Linked DNA regions of Mus musculus: region 2 is linked to region 1. A link is a contact called in public HiChIP or PLAC-seq data. All regions are on one chromosome and are shown on one strand. The core of a region is the stretch at or near the end of the contact, and the rest is flanking DNA. Distances in the headings are between cores, read along the strand shown. Region 1 holds the start of Mon1a (MON1 homolog A, secretory traffciking associated). Region 2 overlaps Dag1 (dystroglycan 1).

The links. HiChIP or PLAC-seq counts read pairs in DNA pulled down with a chosen protein or histone mark.
Region 2: a contact with region 1 is called in an H3K4me3 HiChIP or PLAC-seq map of bone marrow-derived macrophages, with 2.8 times the contacts expected there. The contact joins the enhancer-like site here to the promoter of Mon1a in region 1. A contact is called at or near these places in 2 of 39 promoter capture datasets (the C10 cell line and hippocampal neurons), 1 of 484 Hi-C or Micro-C datasets (3T3-L1-derived adipocytes), 3 of 115 datasets of contacts at active chromatin or transcription factors (bone marrow-derived macrophages, embryonic limb bud and large pre-B cells) and 1 of 9 other capture datasets (macrophages).

What each region holds. Positions count from the first base shown.
Region 1 is chr9:107,882,939-107,889,869 of GRCm38.p6, reverse strand. It overlaps Mon1a (MON1 homolog A, secretory traffciking associated), which reads right to left and starts at 1,741. Exons shown (of 6, transcript NM_028369.3): 1 at 1,468-1,741.
Region 2 is chr9:108,215,365-108,221,932 of GRCm38.p6, reverse strand. Dag1 (dystroglycan 1) reads left to right here. Exons shown (of 4, transcript NM_001276482.1): 3 at 3,523-3,920. The coding sequence starts at 3,642. Among named protein-coding and RNA genes, the nearest start is that of Bsn, 28 kb to the right of the region's middle. Within about 2 kb of position 1,667, at least 82 of the 459 cell types and tissues checked have an H3K27ac peak or open chromatin away from gene starts, as enhancers often do. A contact at or near this core is called in 3T3-L1-derived adipocytes and bone marrow-derived macrophages, where this site is marked.

The DNA.
Region 1 (6,931 bases), core at 492-2,991:
AAGCATGAGCTCTAGTTTGAGGGACCCCTCCTTCTGACCCCCTCTCCCCTGCCCCAGGACATCAGGTCAAAGAGCCACGGGCCTCAGCCTCCCCGGTATCAAGCAAGCTGTTCTTACCTTCTCTGCAGTTGCAGAGCCAGGTTGCCAGTTCTCAGCTGCTTCTAGCTATCTCTCCCAAATTTATCTACCTCCTAGGTCTGCACAATGCCCTCTCTGTGGCTTTGTACTTCTGCCTTCAAACTCCAAACAAGTTCTACACCAGCTATGCCGTCCTGACAACATGCTCCTTCAGGACACTTTTTGTGCTTCTGAGGGTTAAATAAATCCAGTGTTCCTGAGTGTCCCCAGCATAGGACCTGCACAGGGAACGGAGCAGGGCCAGCTGTCTAGAGCTAGCCGGTGCTTTTTTTTTTTTTTTTTTCCACAAAAGTTCTCCTTCTATGTGAGATCATATAGCATTTTTATCCTCTCCAAGGTCAGTCTGGGGTTCCAACCAGAAGGCCTGGTGAAGCGAACCGTTTTCTGGATACCCACACACTCAGGCAAGAAGGCTGAGTGGAGCAGATAAAGCCCACCTCCCACCTCCAATAGACTTTGATTTCTGCAGCAAGTGCTCCTGGAAAAGCTGGTCCTGAGCCGTTATGCAAGGGAGGTGTCTGAGAACAGCTCCAGTGGTCTCTACAGGAACACTTTTTAGGCAGTTCCTCTAAGTGCTCCCAGGGCATGCAACTTTTCCTAGAAGCCTCTAGCAGAGCCTATGAACAAAATCACCAAGAACAAAAACAAACAAACAAACAAAAAGCTGATGCTGTCCCTCCTTCCAATGCGCCTCCCTCCTTCAGATTGCTCCTGAGAGAGGAGGGTCTTGCAAAAGCCCCTCCTTACTAGCTTCAAACAACCTTGATCTTTTTTCCTGTTCTAACAGCGCTTCAAATTTGATCTTGACCCCTTTGGTCCACTTGGGAGGACGACTCAGAAAGTCTGACAGTCAGGGCTCAATTGGGACTGTGATGTGGCTGCTTCAGCAGGATGCCTCCAGGATCTACAATGAGCCTAGTTCCTTGTCACCTCTAGAGGCCACTCCCCTTCCTGACAAAGGCTGCTCACAGTTCCCAAGCAAACTCTACCTAGAAAGGGTTGGCTCACCCTTTCAGACCTGCCTGCCTCGCTCCACCATCCTCCTTTTAAAGAGAACTCTGTGGGCCGAATATGTCCGAATTGGGGGTTGGTGTCTGCTGCCTATGGGACATTGCTCTCCCGGCCAAAGGATGAGTTCTCGCCTCATCTTTCTTAGTGCCTAGCTGGGACCAGCCGGCTAAAGGACCCCAAAGAGCCGCAGTACCCCTATCGGGGCAGTAGATGGCCGGGACACCCCCCCCCCCTAGTTTTCAAGCCCCTCCCTCTAAAGATGACAGCTTGCCCGCCTCTCGCCGCCCCCAGGCCACGTGGGTTAGCAGTCGAACTCACCTGTTTCTTGGGGAAACACAGGACCTACCGAGGGTACCAGTCACTGCCCTCTGCCAGACCCCTGGGGAGATATAAGTGTCCAGCAGTGCCTGGCCTCAGAGTGCAACTTCGCGGGGCTACCGCCCCTGGAGGATACAGACATGGCCACAGCGGAGGAACCGATCTCTCCTGCCGACCCTTAACCGGCCACCGGCGCAGGAAGACAGCTTTCACCGGCCTCTGGTGGCGGAGGCCCGGTTCCAGCCTCTTGGCCAGCCCCAGCCCGCCCCTGTGTGCATTGTGGGAAATGTAGTCCGTAACTCTCCGCAGCCTTAAAGCTGCGGGAGCGGTTCCGGGCTCCCGAGCCTGGCGATGCCAGAGGCGGGGTCTGACCTAGGACCCGGGTTGCCTCACCTGGCACCGCCTTCTTCCGTGTCTTAGAGGCGGGTCCTCTACCCTTCCCCCCAAACACCCACTAGATGTTTACTTTAAGGGACCAGAACGAACGTCAGTATTTCCCCACCGATCATGGAAAGATGATAAGTTTAGGGAGCTGGATAAATGCCACTAGTGAGCACAACCACATAGACTGTACAAGACGCGGACGTGTTGAAAAGACTCAAAAATTGTTGCTTAAAAAGACCTTAAGTCTGGTCACAGTATATTATTTTAAGGCAATAGAAAGCACAATTCTCAACAATTCACATAAACTGACCCGGGGAGCTTTTAAAAAAACATTAATGCCTGGACACTATCCTATAGATTTTTACTTAATGGGATGAATGTGAGGTACGAGGCATCGGAGTTGTTTGAAAAAGCTCCTGGGTGATTTCTAAGGGCAAGGAACCACTGCTTATAATTTCCTAGACACAAAGTAATAAAAACAGGAAAACAAGTTTTCCCAGCAGCCCTTATTTCTGGTGAATAGTTTGAAGAAGCAAAATTAGGGAATGGCTAGTATTACTTATATTTTATCTGAAGCAATTTGCTTACTTTTCAAGCTTCATGGTTAGTCATCCCAATAGTTCTGAGATAAAGGACAAAGTCAAAAACCTCTGACTTTTCCTTGCAGTTTGACAGGCTCCCTAAGGAGGTCGGAGAAGTTGGGGATCTCTCTCTTCTCTCTCTTCTCTTCTCTCTCTCTCTCTCTCTCTCTCTCTCTCTCTCTCTCTCTCTCCCTCCCTCCCTCCCTCTCTCCCATGCGAATTTGAAATCTGGCTCCATAATACTGGCATATGTGTGCTCTCTCTCTCTCTTTCTCTCTCTCTCTCCCTCCCTCCCTCTCTCCCATGCAAATTTGAAATCTGGCTCCATAATACTGGCATATGTGTGACTGACATGATGACAACCTGTGACCTTTTCCTGGAGATAGTTTCCACAGGGTTACCAGACCCTTAAATGCTGGGTAAGGGAAGCGTCCCATGTGAGAGGGAGTTCGTTCCTTTGCAGTGGAGACTGAGAAGGGGAGTGGAACTTCTCCAAGTCTCCATAGGTCTTTCAGGATTTCCTCTCTTTGCTTGCTCTGGCTTCCAGGTTCCTACCTTGAAGCAAATATAATTTATACAAGTTTTCCCTATATACTTCATTTCATATTATTTCACTATACGAGTCTAAAGTAAGAATTTTTGAGCAGGGCGGTGATGGCTCACCCCTTTAATCCCAGCACTTGGGAGGCAGAGGCAGGCAGATTTCTGAGTTCGAGGTCTTCTTTTGTGTGCATATGTATGTTCTGTGTTCATGTATGTGCAAATATGTATGGGAATATGTGCAGGGGTGTGTGTGCACATCTTACGTTGGGTGTTGTTCTAATCAGCTTCAGTTCTCAACTTGACACAGTGTCTGTGGGGAATTGTTTCAGTTGTTAATTGATGCAGGAGTGCCCAGCTCATTGCAATTAGTGTTATTCCCTGGGCAGGTGGTCCTGGGCTACTCAGCTTGAGTGAGCCAGCAAGCAACATGGGTTCCTTCCTGGTTTCTGCTTCAAAAGTTCCTGTGCTGAGTTTCCTTAAGGATCAACTGTGGCCTGTGAGCTGAAATCAGTCCTCTCCTCCCCTCAGTTGCCTTTGGTCAGAATGTTCTAGCACAGCAGCAGAAGGAAACTAAAACTTCCTTGACATTGTCCCACTTTTAGGTCTCATGGAGCCTGGAGTTCACTGGTTGACTAGACTGCCTTGGCCAGCAAGCTCCAGAGATCCACCTGTCTCTGTAGCCCCAACACTGAGGTTAGAGATTCCCACCTCTGTGTTTGGCATCTCCCTAGGTACTGCTCATGCTTGTATAACAAGCACTTAGCCGGGCGTGGTGGTGCATGCCTTTAATCCTAGCACTTGGGAGGCAGAGGCAGGCGGACTTCTGAGTTCGAGGCCAGCCTGGTCTACAGAGTGAGTTCCAGGACAGCCAGGGCTACACAGAGAAACCCTGTCTCGAAAAACCTAAAAAAACAAAAACAAAAACAAAACAAAAAAACAAGCACTTTACCCATGAGCACTCTACAGATTAAGCAGTTCTTTCCCCCAGTCCTCATTCTTGCTCCCAAGAACAAAATCCCCATCAGACATGACAGAGTCTTTATTTACTGGGATAAGCTGGTGAGCATGCATCTCTAAGGTGTGTGCTTAGGCACTATAGAAGCAAGCCACTATAGCTACATCTGTTTGTTTGAGGACAGGTTTCCTGTAGCCAATGTTGGCCTGCACTCCTTTTCCTCCTGTTTCTACCTCCAAAAGTGTTGATTACAGGTGTACCACTGCAATAGGTGGGATTTTTTTTCCTTCTGTACACAAGCAGGTGGGTGTCTGTCAGTCCCAGGCTAGCCTTTTTACAAAGGGAGTTCCAGGCCAATCAGAGCTGTAGAATGAAGTCTTTTCTCAAAAAGAAAAAAGGCAAAAAAAAAAAAAAAAAAAAGAGGGCATTAGATTGCAATAGTTTACCTTAAAATATACCAATAACATCACTCTGTATAGTACAGGCCAAGGAGAACCATCTCTTTTGGAGACCTGTTGTCAGTAGGTTACTCAGTCTGCCCTTGAACTCACTTGTAGCCAGGGCAGGCATTGAATTTTCAGGCTTCCTGCCTCACCCACGAATCTCACCTTAAGTCATCATAAAGTTCAGAATTGATAGGGTTGGAGAGCACACCTATAAGTGCAGTATGCAGAAGGCAAGGAGGGCGTGAGTGCCAGGCCTATGTAGGATTCTCACGGAGACTCTGAACAAAAAAGAAAAAGAGCAAATCAAAGTCAGCATTTTAGCCAGGCAGTGGTAACGCACGCCTTTAATTCCAGCACTCGGGAGGCAGAGGCAGGTGGATCAGTGAGTTCCAGGACAGTCAGGGCTATACAGAGAAACCCTGTCTCAAAAAACAAACAAACAAACAAACAACCCCCCCAAAAGAAGTTGGTCTTTATAAGGTGACCGATCATTAACTTGCACGTCTTAATTATTTTTTGTTATGTAAAAGCAAAGTGTGTTTTATTCTGCAGAAGTCCAGAGTGCTGGGGACTCCCACTCCCAATAAAAAAAAACTGTTATTTTTATTTTATTATTTTTTTCAAGACAGGGTTTCTCTGTGTAGCCCTGGCAGTCCTGGAACTCACTTTGTAGACCAGGCTGCCTCGAAATCCATCTGCCTCTGCCTCCCAAGTGCTGGGATTAAAGGCGTGCACCACCACTGCCTGGCTAAAACTGTTATTTTTTTTAACAGTTTAAAATAAGTTAGTAGCTTTTATAAGATTAGGATTTGCAGCATTATCTCTGTTAAGTTTGAACCTTAAAAAAAATAACACTTTCTGAACTGAAACTTTTTTAGTATCAAAATAAAGCTTTAAATCATATTATACAGTCCTCGAGGAGCTGGGCAACTTTACTCTCCTGGTCCTTTTATAGTGCATCATAGCGCATGCCTTCTTTTCCATTCCTTTTCACTCACAGTCACAGAATATCTCTGCCTTTACTTTGGATTGACCTAGACACACTTCTGCCCCAGGGGTTCAGGGACAGCCCACATTAATTTGGCCAGGCTTTGCCCTCTGCTTCACACTCTTTGTCCGAAGTCTGAACTTATACACTACATAGATGATTTTCTTCTCTGTTCCATCCCTACAAATTAGCCAAGCTGACATCTCTACTCCCCTAAACTTCCTGTCTGGCCAGGGATGTAGGGTCTCGCTCTCTAAGGCCCAGCTGTCTGCCCCTCAGGTTGCTTACCTGGGGCTATGACTCCAGCTCACAAAGCCACTGCTCTAGACAGAAAACGTCTACTCCAGTCACTCTCAGTCTCACCCACCAAGGATGGATTCTAGCCTTTCTATGGAGGTCTGGTTTCTTATGCTTTAAGATCCGTTCTTTCTCACTTCTTGCCCACTCCCTGTACAAAGTGTCCCTTGGTTACAGTCCCCTCCTTGCACCCATTTCCAGGCTTTTTTATAAGCTTCAACAGGCCCACTTGCAAGCCATAGATCTAGACCCTCCAGATCTAACTCTTACCTTATTTCTCTAAATTATAAGCAAGGAGGGATATGCCCTTGGGGTCTTGGGTCACCAATTAGGACTTTCCTTTGCACCCATTACATACTTATCAAAAATAGTTAGACCATACTACCCAAGGATGGGCACCTTGCCTACTTGCTCTGGCTGCGGCCAAACTCCTTATTCATGAATAAAAAAAGTTAACCTTCTGGACATCTACTCCACTCCCCTCCTCCTCTCCTCCTCTCCTCCTCCCCTCCCCTCCCCTCCCCTCCCCTCCCCTCCCCTCCCCTCCCCTCCCCTCTGCTCTCCTCTCTTCTTCCCATCTATCTCACCTCCTAACGTACAAGAATTTCCAAACACTTCCTGAGTTCTCTACTTCCGGGTAGAATTGATAGGGGATGCCTTGCTTACCTTTTAGCCTTGCCCACCTCTCAGCATTTCAACCCTCCTCCCCAGCCCATCACCTGGCTTTGTCTAGACTTTGTGTTTGTTTGTTTCTTTGTTTATTTTGTTTTTTGAGACAGGTTTTCTCTGTATAGCCTTGGCTGTCCTGGAACTCACTCTGTAGACTAGGCTGGCCTTGAACCCAGAAATCTGCCTGCCTCTGCCTCCCAAGTGCTGGGATTAAAGGCGTGTGCCACTACCGCCCGGCTAGACTTTTTTTTAAAAAACAAAAACAAAAACAAAAAAAAAACAAATTCAAAGATTTCTAATCAGACTTTTAATCACTTGTTTTTATAGGATTATCAGCTAGCTCCTAGCTGTAGAACTAGAGGCCTATGCTCCCCTAATTATGCCCTGATAGTGACGATTATGCTTGATTCAAGGACTTTGATGTCCCCAACAGCAAGAAGTAGTCTAAGAATAAACAATGCCCATCGTCTTACCCCCCAGAGTGGTTATCAATAGTGGATCAAAATGTAGAATAACAGGCCAGTAAAAAAATTTAAAAAAATCATCATGTCCCCACATCCTGGATTTGGAAATCCCCACATCTGTTGCTTAGATCAACAAC
Region 2 (6,568 bases), core at 418-2,917, 330 kb before region 1:
TCAGTCTTTTCCAGGTTCTGTAGGCACCAACACTTTTTTGTAGTCCAATCTGGCCATGTGAGTAGTGGAATTTAGGTGTGTACCACCCATCCAAACCTCTAACACATTTAATTAGTTAAACATTTTGGGGTGCAAAGTCTCCCTGTTGTAACCCTCCTGGCCTTGAATTTGCTAGGTTGCCCAAGCTGGGTGGCTACAATCTGTTAGGAGAAAGGGCACAGTGCTCCTGACGAGGCACACACAGTTAACACTTCATATACATGTACACCTTCTGTGACACCAGGACTCATGGCCGATCCTCTGAATGGACCGCACTTGCCCTCACTCACTGCTGTCAGAGCTCTCCTGAGAGATGAAGTTTGAAATCCTCATGTCTTAGCTTCTCTGCTGCTAAGATTTTAGGCCTGTGTCACCCATATTTATTTGGCTTCTTCAGCTCTTCTAATACCTTCCAAGTTTCTCTGGTCTATGGGGATAGAGAGTGTCTAAGGCTGCTGTCAGACAAACTTATCTTTTACCCTGTGTACCAGGGCCACTAGACATGTTGTTCAGAGAGCCAAGGTGTTTGTTAAGCTCCAAGAGGGCCTGTTTTGATGCAATTGTATTTTGCTGGCATAGGGCATCCCTGGGAGCGCAGATTTGTGTGCACTGCCCTGCATCCCTGTCGGCACCACACTGCTCATCTCTCAGGAGAGCTCTGACAGCAGTGAGTGAGGGCAGGTGCGATCCATTCAGAGGATCCGCCATGAGTCCTGGTGTCACAGAAGGTGTACATGTATATGAAGTGTTAACTGTGTGTGCCTCGTCAGGAGCACTGTGCCCTTTCTCCTAACAGATTGTAGCCACCCAGCTTTATACAGCAGTGATTGAATTTGTACTGTTCTTTGGGTTTTGATCCCTGCCAGAAGGTCACTCTGGTGACCAAGAGTGAGCATTTGAGACTTGTACAAAAATTTTCCAGAGCTAGTCAGATGGCTTAATGGGTAAAGGCACTTGGTGCCAATCCTGATGAATTATGAATCCTAAGATCCATGTGATAAAAGGAGACCCCAAAAGTTATCCTTTGACTTCAGTATGCCTGCTGTGACATGCACCCTCTCCCCAGTAAAGAAATCATAAAAATTAAAATTTGTCCCAGAGGGACAGCTTAATATAGGCATGTAGATATAATTTACAAGGCTTCTAGCATAAGCAGGCATGATTCTTGCTTATAGAAAGCCAGCATCAGAAAGATATTCGGGCTGCTTTTAGCCAAGTAGCAGAAACTGTCTTTTCTCCCCAGAGCATGGAAAACCAGCACATAGTAGTTGGAGTTGTGCCCTGGACATTGCCTGACTGCTAAATGCAGAGCTGTTAGTCATGCCTGTGAAACAGACACCCCATGTGACATGTGACCACAGATAGTAGGACTAAGCTCATGCTTTTAGTGGGGTAGGGTTTGTCTTATAACTAGTGCTGTTTCCAAATAAGCTAAGATTTAAAATTGAGAGTCAGGCTGGGGAAGTAAAAGATCTACTGGACCTAGTAGATTAGATGGAAAAGTAAATGAACTATATTAGAAAAAAAAAGTAGTAAAAATGAAAAGGCCCACACCCTCCTGTGCATCCATTAGGTGAACGCCTAGTACTGAAATGTACCCCTTCCGTGCTTCCAGGAGTTGAGCACAGGCTTTCCACATGCTCGACAGGAACTTCACTGCTGAACCACACTCAGCCCAGCAGCTGGGCAGGCTAGGGAGGGAGAGTGGGGAACAGACAAGTAGTGGAATAAATAGGGCAGAGTCTCCAGATACCGATGGGAGTTTGGGTTTTAGTTACCATTTCAAAATTTCCCCAACACTCATGGGAACAGAATTCAAATCCAAAAGTTATAAAACTGGTCTCCAACTCCCTATAGAGTCCAGGATACTTGTATTTCTGGTCCTCCTGGCTTCACTTCCCAGGGCTAGGATTCCAGGCCTGTGTCACCATGTTTTGCAATTAAGTAATTAATGCCCATACTACCCCCCCTTGTGTGTGTGCGTGTGCGTGCGCGTGTGCGTGTGTACAGTAGGACAACTGTGGGAACCAGTTCTTTCTTCTCTCTCCTGCCATATGGGTTCTAGCGATTGAACTCAGGTTATTAGGCTTGGTGGTGTGAATCTTTACTCAGCGGCATCTCGCTGGCCCTTGCTTTGTTCTTTGAGACAGAGTCTTGCTGTAGAGCCCTGGCTAATCTGCTGGTCGTTCTCCTTCCTTTTCCTTCTGCCTCCTGAGTGCTAGGATTTACAGGCCCAAGTGTGTGCCACCACACCCTGCTTAAGATTTATTTCATATCACATGATTCAGTAGAAAACACGCTAATGTCATACATACCTGAGTATGCAGATTTGTCAACGTTATCATTCTTCCATATTTTTATGATTGATCTAAGAAAATTTGGAGAGTCTAGAGAGATGGCTTAGTGATTTAAAGCATTTATTTGTAGCTCTTGCAAATGACCTGGGTTCAATTCCTGTCACTCATATGGCAGCTTAAAATTATCCATAAGTACGGCTCCAGGGGATCTGAAACGTTTTCTGACCTTTGAGGACACAGGCATACACGTGGTGCACATACATGCAGGCAAACCATTCATACATAGAAAATAACTCAGCTGGGTGTGCTGGCGTACTCCTTAGATCTCAGCACTCTGGAGGCAGAAACAGGTGAGTGCTAGGCTGGCCTGGTTTACAGAATGGGTTCTAGGGCAACCAGGGCTACATAGGGAGACCCTGTCTCAAAAACCTAAAATAAAATAAAATTAATAAAGATAAAAGGAAAAAAGAAAGAAAGAAAAGGAGAAGTTGAGTGTGGTGTTTTAGGCGTGTGTTTGTAGCTTTACTGGGCTGGGAATGTGGCTCAGAAAGGTCTCTAGCATTCCTCTAGGGGCGGGCTGCTTAGAGGCAGAATGTCAGCTAATGTCATTCATTTAGAGTTCCCTCTCACAACAAAACAAACAGTTGGACTTAATTCCACCTATTTGTATTTTACAGAATTTTTTTGTTCATTTAGTAATGTGAGTGATTTAATACGCTATAGTTTCAATATGTATTATCCCTTTAAGTTACTTTTCGATGATATATTCACTTATTTTATATGCACTGGTTTTGCTTATATGCATGTCTGTGTGAGGGGGTCAGATTCCCTGGAACTGGAGTTACAGACAGTTGTGAGCCACCATGTGGGTGCTGAGAATTGAACCTGGGTCCTCTGGAAGAGCAGCAAGTGCTCTTAACCACTAAGCCATCTCTTCAGCCTTCCCTTTAAATTACTAATGAGGTATTTTACGTTTTGTTTTTATATAAAATTTCAAACTTCAGTGTTATTTTACACTTACTAGACCAATCAGTTTCCATCAGTTTCCATCGCTAAGTAGCTGCTGAAGGACACAGGAGTAAGAGGCTCTAGTTAGGGCAGAATGTCTTGGCAGAACACTGGGGAAGTGTACAGTCTCAAAGCCGCCAACATGGTTTGAATGTTTGAATCTGTTCTTCTCTTGTAGGCTCTGGGTGCTCTAGGATGGAACAGCTGTGCAGAGGGTGAGGATCCAACCCTGGGACCACATCATTTGCTTTCTTCCTTAGCAACTGGTGGCTTGAACAAACACTAGCCTGGGTGAGGATGTCTGTGGACAACTGGCTACTGCACCCCCTCTGGGGACAGACCTTTCTCCTCCTCCTGTCTGTGGCTGTGGCTCAGGCCCACTGGCCCAGTGAACCCTCAGAGGCTGTGAGGGACTGGAAGAACCAGCTTGAGGCGTCCATGCACTCAGTTCTCTCCGACTTCCAGGAGGCTGTTCCCACCGTGGTTGGCATTCCAGACGGTACGGCTGTTGTCGGGCGCTCATTTCGAGTGAGCATTCCAACGGATTTAATTGCCTCCAGTGGGGAGATCATCAAGGTGAGACTGCATGCAAGCACAGCTGAGGAAGGAAGAGGCCCCCTCTTCCACTTAGTTCTGATACTCGATGCCTTTTCCTCTTTTGTTGTATCTTACTGATTTATCTATTGAGACTGGGCTGGCTCGAGCACTCACATGTATGTATGAATACCACATGTGTGCCTGCCACCTGCAGAGATCAGAAGCTGTCAGACTCACTGAGCCGTGACTCCCACCTGAGCCATTCCTCCTTTAAGGCCCAGGCTGGGAAAGCTCCCAGCAACAGCTTTTTCTTTCTTTTTTAAATTGTGTGTGCCACTGAAGTCAGAAGAGGATGTGCATTCCTTGGAACTGGGGTTACACATGGTTGTGAGCTCTCATTTGGGTGCTGAGAACCAAGCCCTCTAGAAGAGCACCCAGTGCTCTTCACCACTGAGCCGTCTCCAGCCACAGCCCAGCAGCACTTCCACTTTCGGCTCTCAGTTGAAACTTTCACAAAGTCTGGTGTGGCCTTTCTGACATACAAACCCAGCCTTCTAGGTTGAACAGCCGCAGATTCCATGCCAGTCTTACCTGGAAGAGGTGAATCTGTTGCTCCTTTCCTTTTAGTGTGGGTGAGCTTTTCCCTCTGGACTCCATTCTCTGTAAATCATAGTCTGTTTGCAGGGTGGCCTTACTTCGGAAGACCCTAGCTCATAGAGCAGGTGAATTCTATAGATCAATATCAGTTTCGATCTCTCTGTCTCTGTTGTTGTTTGTTTTTGAGACAGGGTCTCACCATGTAGCTCTGGCTGTCCTGGAAGTTGCTTTGTAGACCAGGCTGGCCTTGAACTCGAGAGATTCCCTTGCTTCTGCCTCCTGATGGCTGGGATTAAAGACGTGCACCGCCAGCACCAGCCCATAGAACTCTTCTACTCCAGCAGGCAGATGCTAATCTATTAGTTAAAGACTGGTAGCTCGAAGGATATGTTGCTTGCCTGATTTTATATGACCCTTTGAGTGTCCTGACTCTGCATTGGTTGCCTTTGTTCCGGTGGTTATTGGAATGTTTTACATGGGTTAATTTTGACCAGAAGTATCTTGAATTGATACAGTGACTTAGATATTTGTAGTATCTGGCAGAGACATATAATGAATGGGCTTACCAGGAGCATAAAGAGCTTTTACTGGGAAAACAGGATTTATCTGAACATATTTATCTGTGGAGAACAAACAGTTTAGTAGCTGATGAGCCTTTGGGAGAGCAGATGAAGTACTGGGGTGTAGTTCAGCAGCAGAGGGCTTGCCCAGCACACTGGACTAAGATTCCATTCTGTAGCCACCCTGCTCCTCAGAACCAGGGCTGTGTGGACTGAGGGTTTGGAAAGGTAATGCATGACCTGATTCTGGGAGCTTCGCTTTGCTTTTCTCGCCTGTGAAAATAAGCTTAAAGAGGATTTACTTACTTATCTTGAGACAGAGTCTTCGCTGGCTTCTGAACTATGATCTTCCTACCTCTTCTGCTGTGTGGTGGGATTACAGGTGTGTGCCGCCGACCTGAATGAAAAGTCAGTGGTAAAGCAGCAACCGAAGGGCTGGAGAGAGAGAAGGCTCAGGAGTTAAACACTTGTTCAGAGGACCTGGGTTAAATTCTTAGCACATACCTGGTGGCTCACAACCACTCATAACTTCAGGTTTCAAATACTTCCTCTGCCCTTTGAGGGCACAAAGGATGCATGTGGGACACAGACATATATGCCAGCAAAACAATCATACACATGAAATAAAGTAAATACATCTAAAACCAAAATTTTAAAAAAGTTACATACACTTGCAAAGTATGTGAGAGACAAAGGAAAAGTTTTTGTGGCTTCCACCATTTTCTATGCTTATTAAGAGGTGGATGTACTACATATACAGATATTTTAGACTGACCCAAGATTTGTAGGTGTTTGTGTGTGTGTGTGAGTGAGTGCCAGCTGTGTATGATTCTGCAGGATGCAAAAGAGGGCACTGGATCTGTAACAGCTGGAGACACAAGTGGCCCTGAACCACTCAGCATGGGTGCTGGGCACTGAACTTTGGGCCTTGTAAGAATTGTAGCCTTTTTTCCTTTTCTTTTCTCCCTTTTTTTCCTTTTTTGAATTGTAAAATAATTACAATGTTTCTCCCTTCTTTTGTCTTCCCTCCAAACCCTCTCATATACCCCTCTTTAGACTTTTGGAAATTCGTGGCTTCTTTTTTCACTCATTCATATATATGTGTGTGTGTATATATATACTCATATATATATTCATATATATATATATTTGTAAATACCACCTGCTCGGTCTGTATAATGTTACTTGTATGAGTGTTTTCAGGGCTGACCATTTGGTACTGGGTAACCAATCATCATGCTCGCCCTGGGGAAGGGCACCTCTCCTGCTCTCAGCGTTCTCAGGTACCCACAGTTGTCTGTGTAGGGTTGAGACCTCCTGGCCTTTCTCCATCCACTTTTGGGATGTCCATGGGTTTTATCCTTGTTACAGCTCACATTTGGGCAGTTATATTGGTAAGACCTATGGGTGTTTTATTTTGTTTTGTTTTTGAAATAGGCTTTCACTATGTAGCACTGGCTGGAGTGGATCTTACTATGTAGACAGACTATCCTTGAATTCACAGAGATCTACCTCTGGCTCCCAAGTGCT